2 separate regions of the Rattus norvegicus genome follow, and region 1 is linked to region 2. The links are chromatin contacts, called in public HiChIP or PLAC-seq maps. All regions are on one chromosome and are shown on one strand. The core of a region is the stretch at or near the end of the contact, and the rest is flanking DNA. Distances in the headings are between cores, read along the strand shown.

Region 1 (5,252 bases), core at 2,444-4,943, 570 kb before region 2:
GAGCTCCTGATCCCACGGTCCTCTCTAAGTGTTCTCTGGTCTCCTAGGACCCCACATGGCACTTTGATTACCTTTGCTCTCTTTATATCAAGAAGTGGATGCACTGTAAACTGGTGGGGACTGCCACAAAAGGAGGAATAGATGGAGAGAGGCCAAGGTTTCCATCCTGGTCTCTGAGGTAGCCAGTGTCTGATGTCTGTCTGTGCCTGCTTCTGTGGTAGCCAGTGTCTGATGCCTGTCTGTGCCCACCTCTGTGGTAGCCAGTGTCTGACACCTGTCTGTGCCTGCCTCTGTGGTGACGCCTGTCTGGGCCTATGAACATTGAAATGCTAACATGTGTCGGTTGCTTTCTCAATGAGAACTCATGTTGACAGCAAAAACATTTTTAGTAATGTGAATTAGCTTACTCACAGCATTTATTAATCGAGAAAATGCCCCAAAAAAGCCATTGCTGTGTTAGTTGTGGTTTTTAATAAATTTATTGATCACAGCAGTCCTTTTGGACAATAACAAGAAAACTCTATACCTGTTTTGTGCAGGGTGTATTGGTCTGCAGGAAGGCTTGGTGCCCAAGGGGGACTTGCAGATACCCTACGAGTGCCTGTTTTTGTTACTGGAAGCTTGTAGGACCCACAGCTTGGGAACTGGAATTGCTCATCAGATCTTGATGCCAACAATAAAGGAGCCAAGTGATGGATTTACTGGAGGTTACAACTTTTTGTTGCTTTTTATCAAGGCGGCCTTTTGTCTTTAAGAAACTAAAACAAAGACAAGCAAACGGAAACCCAGAGTTTTGGATGTGTGAGCTCCAGGGCCCCTGTGGCTCTTGCCTGACCCTCGGACTCTAGTGTTGGAGGATGGGACTTGCTGGTCCAGTCCCAGTGCCTGCCGGGAGATGCTGCTGGGGGATCCGGGAGGAGGATTGTGTTGAGGGAGTTAATACTGAGCCCGAGAAAAGCAGAAGTGTGGGACTGGTGCAGGAGGAGGAGTGAGAAATTAAATGGTGTCTCTTTAGAAGTCTGCCTTATTGCAGTCTACATGGCTCCTTGGGGATTTTTCTACTGAGTACAAGAAAATCAGCAAGCACTTCTTGAAAAACCCAGATGAAATTACTGCCATAAATTTTTTTCATGGTATAAACCCTTAATTTAGATGGGGAGGGTTTATTACCAGTGTTTTCTTGGCATGGCTAAGTTCAATTAATTTCAGATGACAAGCCTTCCCCCACCCCACCCCCAGTATGTGGAAGGTACCATTTGTTACTGGTTTGCCTTTGGCTCTGGAGACCTCATTAAAGGCAGGAGAAAGGGATTCTATCTCCCATCTCTGACACCTTTCTCTTTTTGGTGGATTCAGACCATTTGCATTGTCATATTGAAAGGATGGTGTTATATGTGTGAGGAGATTTGCAGACAAAAGTGGTCTTGTTTATACCTTTTAAATATTGATTTCAAATGACTATTGCAAGTTAAGAAATTGTCAGCACCGTGTTCAGCTCAGCTGTTGGCAGAGTAAGGATGAGGCCTCTGAAGAGGAGGGCGACATTTCCACAGGAAGCTTCCGTGGCTTCCCTGACACCTGATTTGGAACCTACCTGGTTGTGTGATAGCAGGAACAAGATGTCAACAGAATATCCTGTTTGCTTGCACACTAAGACATAGCATGCTGCATCTTCAAGTTCTCGTTCCTATCAAAACCCGGGGAGCATGTCTCGCAAACAAGGGAAATAATCTATGGCGTTTTGTTTTGTTTTCCCGCATTGTAATATAGAATCTATTGTAGTGTGAATAAAGGCAGTCGCGAGAGATTCATTACTGTGTGTGAAGTGCACTGTCTGTGTCTTTGTGCATGTGATGGTTTATTTTACTTACAAAGCAGATATAAAAATTAGAATTGAGGTGATAGAGAAGATATATTGCATAAATAAGCAATTCCAACAAAAGTTTTTGCCATAATAACAAATAAATACCCTGCTCCAGAGGTTGGAGATTAGAATTCTGTTACATTAAATGCTTGGCAATTAATTAGCTATTGTCTGTACCGTTCCCGAGATGACAGTTCCTTAAACACTATTATTAGGAATAGCTGGATTAGTAATAATAACGCTCGAGTGCCATTGGCAACAATGGGAGGATTTTAAAAATAAAGATAAATGCATATGATCACAGTCAGAGTGACTTGTGTGCTGAGTGCAGAGCAGGCGGTCCCTGGGCACTGCGCTTCCGAGGCTGGGAACCTGCAGGGACGAATGGGCAGGGCTTGGCACACTCCTCTGAAGAGCGGGAGACAAGAGTACTTAATTTGTTAATAGTGTTTTCCTCTGCTCTGTTGTCTGTTGCCCAAGTAGTGTTCACCTAGTAAAACTAGAGAGTGCTGACAGAAGGCAGGCTTGGCAGAGGCCGTCACCAAAGACCCCGGAGACGCTGCGTCATTTGTTACTGTGTGTGTCTTTAAAAGTGCTATATGATTTGGTATGGTTAAAAATACGTGAGAATTTAACTTCATTCAGTGTACAGATTTTTGTTTTGTGGAATTTATACCCATGGATCCCATTCGTTTTGTGTGTAATTTTGCAAGAAAAATCACCGTGGAACCTAGAATGGGCCCAGTGTCAACAGCAGACATGGCCAAGGTCAAAGTGACACATGTGTACTTACTATGTAAAGTGAAGCTTGTGAGGAGTGCTGCTGTCGGCTTACTGGTTTGAGAAGAACTATTTTTTCCAATTGGAATGTGTGCATGGCCGCAGTTGACATCAGCTCTCTCTCTGATACCGTCTTTCTGTTACTGTTGCATTTGGGCTGTGAGTGGAAGGGTGCAGGGTTCTTCTTGGCCGAGGCATTTAAAATGGACGGTCCTGTCCAGTTCTTACGAATTGCTGCTGCTTCTGTATTTTTGTTGTTGGTTAGTACTATGGAACAGATCAAGGGAGAACCATACAACTTTGAGAAGTATCTTTGCTTCTAAATAATGAAGCAATTTATTTATGCTCCGTACAGCTCCTTGGTACAGTCTGCTGTTTGGAAGTATTTATAGTGTTCCTCTGCCCATGAATATGGAGTGTGGATGACAGACTGGTTCTGACGTTATGGCTTGTCCTTGATAACCTTGTGCAAGTGTGGAGAAGACTCACTGTGGGAAGACCAAGATGGCTGCAGTCTGGCTATGGGTACCAAAGACTTGTGCTGCAGGCAGCCAGACTCCCACAGGAAGCTAATAGTATAGATGATCAGCCTTCTGGCCCAGGCCATTTGTCAGGAATTACCCGATTTTTGGTCTTGCTAGAGATGCTTGTTAATGGCAAAGTGACGTGATAGTGTTCCTCTCGAGGCAACAGGTTGCAACAGAAGTGCTGAGAGAGACTAAGGGCACCTTCGCCTTAAGCCCATCTGTTCTCACATGCCTCATGCATGCCCTTGCTCCACTCCTCTGCAGAGCTGGCCGTTGCTGCACTGCTGGCTGTGTGCATTTGACTCTAGCTAAGCTTGCTTAATTAGGTCTTGAATTATGTCTTCAGTGCTGCCAGGAACTGAGAGAAGAGCTGGGCCCCAGTTGCTCAGTAGTCTGTGTCCGGGGTCCTCTGCCGTGAGTGGCTCTGATGAGGTGCCAAGGGTTGGCCATCCTCATCAACCATCCTCTCTCCCTGAGTACTGTCTGCAGATTGCTCTCCTTACTTTCCCCTTTCAACTCCCCTCTCTTGTTTTCTCTTTCCACATGCTAAATGAGGGAATTTTACACTGTTGCCAGTGTCCCCTGTGTGGGATCCAGGAAAAGTTAGCTAGTGCCAACAGCACAGCCACGAGGCATCTCCTGAAAGGCCGAGGAGGTGGCCTGGCCGCTAAAGCTATCAGCCAGTCTTTGTGAGGCGCCAGTTTGTTTTGCAGTGCCCATGGTGTTTGGTTATAAATGGCTCAAAACCCCTGCAGTTCTGGCTTTCATGGGCGACTGGACACCCCCCACCCAGCACACATAATTAATAAAAAGAAATAAACTAAGTTAAAGAAACATCCACGGAGTGCGTATTTCCTTGTGTGATGAGTGAAATGTTTCAAGAGGGAATGCAATTTGAAGGAGGGGAAAACTCCTTGAGCCCTGCTTTAGAGAGTATAAACCACAAGTCAATATGAATTTCAGATAATCCGTTATCCAGCCGCGGTGTGTGACAGCGCTTGGAGGTGAGAAAACTCCCTCCTTGTGTACATTTGGAGTGTTTTTATTTGGTGCAGTTGCATATTCATTCCTAACAGACTGCATTCTGAAAGAACTGGACTTTTATAGATTCTATGAATATTCAGTCACCAAAGCCCGGTCTGTCCCTTACCTTCTGCGTCTAGACCCATCTGTCAGCGCTCGCTAGATGGCTCTACTTCTGTTTCACACATTTGCCTTTTGGATAAAGCACTTCCCAGTGTTGACTGGGGGTGGTTGGTAGCTTTGGTCCTCTGAATGGGTCTCTGGAGAGACACAAAGACAGACAGACACAGCCTTCTGTCTGTCAGTGTGCCTTCTGGGCCATCTCACCTGTCTGGGGTTGTGGCATTCACTCTAAGCGGTTAGGACATTGTTTAGGACACTGCCTCAGCAAGGAGACACATGATGGCTGTTGCCACTAAGTCATCAGAGAACTTGGCAAGTGGCAGAAGCTGGAAGCCTTATTCATTTGCATATTAATTGACATGACAATTAGCCGTAAGCCCAAATTTTAAAAGTTGTCCCACGAGTCCCTTCTCCTGGTACTCTCTCATTTCTCTCAAGCCTGTTTTCAGTTACAAAGCAAAAACATGCTTCCTGTATTTTAAAACTTAGACTCTTTGGTAAACTTGGAAATCTTATATCACCTTACTGTTATCTAAGATATTAATTAAAAAGAAAGGATCAAAGCAACAGCAGTTGTGGAGGCTGTCTTTCATCCTACATCCCGGGAGGTCGGTCCGTCGGTGTGAGGTTGCTTGCCTGCCACAAGCATGACAGAGCCCGGTGTAGGTCACTTTCACGTCATGCTGCTTGCTTTGTTGTCATTGTCACACAGGGTGGAGAGGCTCCATTTCTGTGCACTCTGTGTACTGTATCATTCAGAAAATGTCCTTTCAGATCACACTCATGCCCAGCCTCCCCACCTCAAAGGTTTGACTCCCTACCATCTTCTGCCGTCCCGCTTTAAACCTTTAACTAGGAAGAAGCAGGGAACATAATTGAGATGGCTTAAGTGAGGCATTTTTATTCCTGAGCACATCCCATGGGACTGCGCTACT
Region 2 (5,142 bases), core at 1,122-3,621:
GCGGAGACAGATTAGGGCTGGACCACATGCCTGCTTTTGCCAGTTCTGAGGCTCTGCCCTAGGCAGCAGGACTGGAACACTGGGGGAGGGAATGACTGAGTTGACAGGCACACACGAACAGGCTGTCGAGGTGTTTACACTACACACAGCGAGTATTCACAAGTGGATTAGCACAGCAAATGTTCAATCCCAGCCTGCCAGGCTCCCCTCCTCCCTAACCCTCCTCCACCACAAGGCCTCTTTCTTTTCCAGGCCAGTATGGCTTCAGACAGTATACCCATCCTGTCTGCCATGCCAGAGGAGAGCAATTTGATGCTGTTTGGGGTTGGGGAAAGAAGACAACACTTTCCCAGAATAGACAAAGTCAGAGAGAGCCTGACTCATCAAGGATGACTGCCTGGAGCTTCCCCGGGGGATTCTGGAAGCTTCCCAATAATGGCGACACCACAATAAACCGAACTACTCGCCATCACCCCCTCATTTGATACCACTTCCCTTTCAGACTGAGTGGGAGAGGTGGGTGGGAAGACACTGGACGTCTACGGAGCAGATCGTGCATTTCCCTTCGGGTTTACGAGAGGCTGTGAGTAGAGCACGTGGGAAGGTAGCCTAGGACTTCGGAATCTGGCCCACAATGGACATCATTCATTCGTTCATTCATTCATTCAATAAATCTCCAGTTGGCATCTGCTGAGTTGAGCTTGGACACCCTTAACTGAGCCTTGAACCCCCACTCCCAGTAATAGGAAGAAAGAAACAAAGAAGCCAGGAACAAGAGGGATATAGCCTAGATAGGCCATAAGGAAACTGAGAAGGGTCAGGCTGATGATGGCACCACTCCCTACCTATCAGGCAACTCTGTGCTTTCCATGTGCTTAACAGGTTAAGTCTGCCCAGGAGGGCCAGAGGAGGAACATCCCGGTGGGGATGGGTTTGGTAAAGGAGGGGTTTGTTATCAATATTTTTAATGTATACGCTAATTTACATGCAAGAGAATCAATTCTTTTGGGTGAATGAAACAGGTCTTTGAGTTCGGACAGACGCCTCAAGTCGTGGATCCACCATCGCAGCCTATCCTGAACAGGATCCAACCTCCGAGCTTGTTAGCTGCTGCGGCTGTCCGCGCTCCCACGGGCCCCTCTAGTACAATCTCTGCGCTCACGGCGAGATAAATAACGGCGACAGGTGGAGCAGGTGAGATTAGCAGGACCCGGGTTGGAGGGAGGACGCGATCAGAGGCGCCGCCCGGGTGGTAGCGCGCCTCTCTCCCCAGCCCACGCCCCTCCCCAAGGGCGTCTGGAAGGAACTACGTCTTGGTCACGGCTTCAGGGAGGGCCGGGTTAAGGTGACGGAGTCTCGGAGTGGGGAGAGACTCAGGCTTCCCAGCTTGGCTGCGGGAAGCGCGTGCACCCTAGGGCACTTGGCCACGCCTGAGGTCTCACGGGTAGGCAAGGTTTGAGAGAAGCAGGCTGAAGGGGACACTGGGTGTCCCTGTAGAGCTCTGACACTGGGGTCTTGCTGGCAAACCTGTTGGCAACCTGTGGGCCGGAGCTAGGACACGAGCTATAAGCGCGTCCTCCTCCTCAGCGGCTCTGGCAGTGGCCCGGCGCCCGACCCGGGGAGCGGCCGAGGCAGCTTGGAAAGGGCCTGAGGCTCTGCCAGGGGCGGGTGGTGGTGGAGGTGGCGGGATTCCCAAGCCGAGCCAACATCCCTGCAGAGCGACAGCAGGCAACCGCCTCTCGCGCCAGCTCTGGTCTAGGAGAAGCAGACGCCTCGGCCTTTCCTTCCGATCCTGGGCTCCAGTACCGCCTTCTCCAAAGTGCAAAACATTCATAAGTGTCCAGTGCCCTGCAGGCTTGGGTCTCCGCAACCAGTCGCCGCTGCCTGCCCGGAGAGCGTGCGGCGGCGATCGTTTGCATCCGGCCCGGGGTTTGCCAGCCTGGGCTGTGCAAGGGCGGGCGGAGAGCGTGTGCGAGTGCGCGGCTGCAGAGCCCGCGCCGAACCCACGTTCCCGCTACTGTCCTCGGGATAGATGGATCCATTGCTGCTTTCTGACATTTTTCTGCCAGGGGGCTGGTGGGGGAGGCGGAGATAGGGAGAGAGAGATGGGGGGCGGAGAGAGAGAGAGAGGAGAGAGAGAGAGAGAGAGAGAGAGAGAGAGAGAGAGAGAGAGAGAGAGAGAGAGAGAGAGAGAGAGAGACTGCTTCCCCCAGCCCTGTTTTGTTTTCTCTAATTGGTCCTGGGGGAAGCAAGGAAATTGGACAGAGGCTGGGCCGGGCGAGCTGGGCTGCCTTTAATTGGCTCCTTTTTTTTTTTTTTTTTTTTTTTAACTGGAGGGGAATCAAACAGGAGAGCGAGCGACAAAGGGTGGGAGAGCGAGAGACCGATCGCGGAGATGGGAGGAGGGAGAGAGGGAGGAGGGAGAGCGGGAGGCGGGGTGGTGGTGGTGGGGAGGTGGAGGAAGCGCGGAATGAAAAGCTCGGAGGGACCAGAAAGCAGCACAGCGAAGCCCAAGTTGCCGAGCGAGCGGAGCGCTCCCGCGGCCCCGGAGCCCGAGTGGCCGCCGTGCCCGGGAGCCTGGCCCGGCCCCGCCCGCTGGGGCCCCCTCGGCCCCAGGCCGCCGGGAGGGGGGCGGGGACGCCCAACTTGGGGCGCGGCGCAGCCCCGCTCTCCCGAGATCGCGGAGCCCGGGAATGCCACGGCGGCGGCCAGACGGCGGGAGAGGAGCGGGGAGAGAGGAGGCGGCGGGCGGCTCCTGAGCCCAGGCCTCCGCAAGAGCGCGAATTATTTTCAAAGGACTCAAACTTTCCTCTTTCCCTTGCTGGCTGTGGTGCCTCTTGCTTTGGAAACGTTCTCCGGATTCCCGCGGGGGCGCCGGGACGCGATCACCTCCCCCGGATTCCTCGGCGGCGGCTCGGCTAACTTCGCGGACTCGGAGACGCGGAGCGCTCGCCCCGCGGCGGAAGCCAGTCCTCGCTGCTCCGGCGCTTCAGAGGACCGGGACCCGGGCGCCCTCGCCTCCGGGAAGGGCGCTCAGCCCCGCTCCCCTGGGTCGGGCTGCGGAGCCCTCCACACCTACTGCAGGACTGGAGCCAGCGGATTAACCATAGCAGAGACCCGGCCTCCTGGCCTGGCTCCGCCGAGGGGCGTCCCCTGGGCGGGGAAACCACAAGTTTTGCCAGGCATCGGTGGCCTGTTGGATCCGCGCGCGGCCGCCACAGCAGAGAGGTCCCTCGCGCTCAGCACGCTGGGCGGACAGCCCTGGGAACCCAGGACTGCTCGGTGGCCGAGCTTTCTGGGCCAGGGAGCTGGTTGCTGCGCCCGGTGCGCAGAGGCATCAAGGTCTGGGCCAGCGCCCCCTGCGTCTCCACCCGGGCAGCCGCCCTATGGAAAGAGAACGGAGCCGAGTCGCGGTTTGCTTAGACTCCTAGTCTCGGTCGCCGCCCTCTCCTTCGCGTCTCAGGGAAAAGGAGGGAACGCAGAGGGCATCGCGGTGCCCCGGCGGATGCGCCCCCCGCCGCCTCTCAGGCTGCGCCGCCTCGTGGGGATGAAGCACTGGCCGTGAAGATGGAGGTGACCTGCCTTCTACTTCTGGCGCTGATCCCCTTCCACTGTCGGGGACAAGGAGTCTACGGTAAGAGCCAGCGTCCCGCTCCACCCTGGCGGAGCCGCGCGGAAACTTTACAAGATCTTGCTCAAAGTGCGCGCTGCCTGGGCTTGGTGGAACCCTGGGCTTGCACTCTAGAACGTATGGTCGCGTCTCCGCCCTCGCCTGGGCGCCAGGAGACCGAGCAGGCTGCTCCCGAGCCCAAGAACCGGTCCTAGTGTATTAGCGTGAGGCTGGGGAATGCCAGGGTGAGATCTCGGCTTTCCGAAATCTTTCCAGGGGCTGGAGAGATCTGGAAGTCTTGGGAGAATGATACAGTGGGCTCAGGAGACCCGGGAAGAGACCAAGCTCTGGGCCGGGGCAGCTGTTTCCAACGAACCCCTTTCCTCCCTGGGCTCAGCCTCCCGAGTGGAAGCGGGCGCTGCGCGATCCGGAGTTGTGCGCAGCTGGCGGGCGAGAAGCTCTCCAGCACCGCGGCCCTGAGGCTGGCTCGCCTTCCCGGCCGTGGCCGCTGCTCGATCGCCTCTTCTGGCTTCTTAGCAGTCTGAGCCGCTGCTGAGCATCCAGCCCCTAGTCCAGGCTTCTACTATTCTCGGCATCCCTTTTTAGACCTCTCCAGAGCCTGCTTTTTCTGTCCCTGGTTCCCTATCACAGAACCCCAGCCCCAGCTTCCTTCTGCCTACTTGCACATACAGACACATTCAGCCACAGTCCTCAGGAAACGCAAACGCGGCTCGCACCCATCCGGCTATGTGTCTAAACTCTGCCTCGCGACACGCAGCTCTGCTCTTGGATCCCCAAGACAAGCTCGATCGCGCGGTGGAGTATTCTGGTCACCTTTTCTCCACTCCATGCCGCGGGCTTCCCCACTGAAGACTCCTTGGTTCAATACTACCCAGGGTCATCCTCCCGACATGCACAGCACAGAAAGTCAGTCAGTCCCCAGAGCCCATGGCCCTGACTCTGCCTTCTGCTCACCGCAGGGTGGGCTTTGTAGTTACTTTCTAATGATGTGTGGCTGGGGTGGGCAGGTTTCTCCCTCTTTCTCTGGGGCTAAGAATCTAATTATTCTCTTTGAGAGTAGAGGGAGTTGGACATGTACTGTGTGGGTGACAGAGGCCGTATCCCCTGGCTACTCTCTTCAGGTCCTGGGTCTCTGACTGTGCCAGGCAGGAGAAAGGAGCGTCCTGGGGAGGGGGGGTATCTGGAAAGTGTACACCCCTGGGCTCTAACAGCTCTAGCTGGCTTGGGCTTAATTCCCTGGTGAGGCCAGCCCAGGCATCCAGCCAAACTCTGCTTCTTAATTAGTTTGTGTGTCTCTTACTGCCTGGCCCCTGGCATAGGCCAGAAAAGGCAGGCGGGAGGGATGCTGCAAGAGGCTGGATTTACTGTATTGGGGGTGGGGGCTATGAAACAGGACAGAGGAAGACACCAGAGGCCTCAGAGTTCCTGTTCTCGGGTAAAGATACCAGCAGTGCAGTCACTGTCACCTTCAAGGGAGTACCCCAAGTGGCTATTGTAACTGGCTCACACAC

Evidence for each region. HiChIP or PLAC-seq counts read pairs in DNA pulled down with a chosen protein or histone mark.
Region 1: a contact with region 2 is called in an H3K27ac HiChIP or PLAC-seq map of oligodendrocytes, with 15 times the contacts expected there. The contact joins the enhancer-like site here to the promoter of Mdga1 in region 2. A contact is called at or near these places in 8 of 12 Hi-C or Micro-C datasets (the A7r5 cell line, the Rat2 cell line, Schwann cells and 5 more) and 1 of 1 datasets of contacts at active chromatin or transcription factors (oligodendrocytes).

What each region holds. Positions count from the first base shown.
Region 1 is chr20:8,532,307-8,537,558 of GRCr8, reverse strand. All of the region lies in intron 6 of Btbd9 (BTB domain containing 9), which reads left to right. Among named protein-coding and RNA genes, the nearest start is that of Btbd9, 110 kb to the left of the region's middle. Within about 2 kb of position 3,693, at least 4 of the 93 cell types and tissues checked have an H3K27ac peak or open chromatin away from gene starts, as enhancers often do.
Region 2 is chr20:7,963,063-7,968,204 of GRCr8, reverse strand. Mdga1 (MAM domain containing glycosylphosphatidylinositol anchor 1) reads left to right here and starts at 2,371. Exons shown (of 17, transcript NM_001414944.1): 1 at 2,371-3,634. The coding sequence starts at 3,568.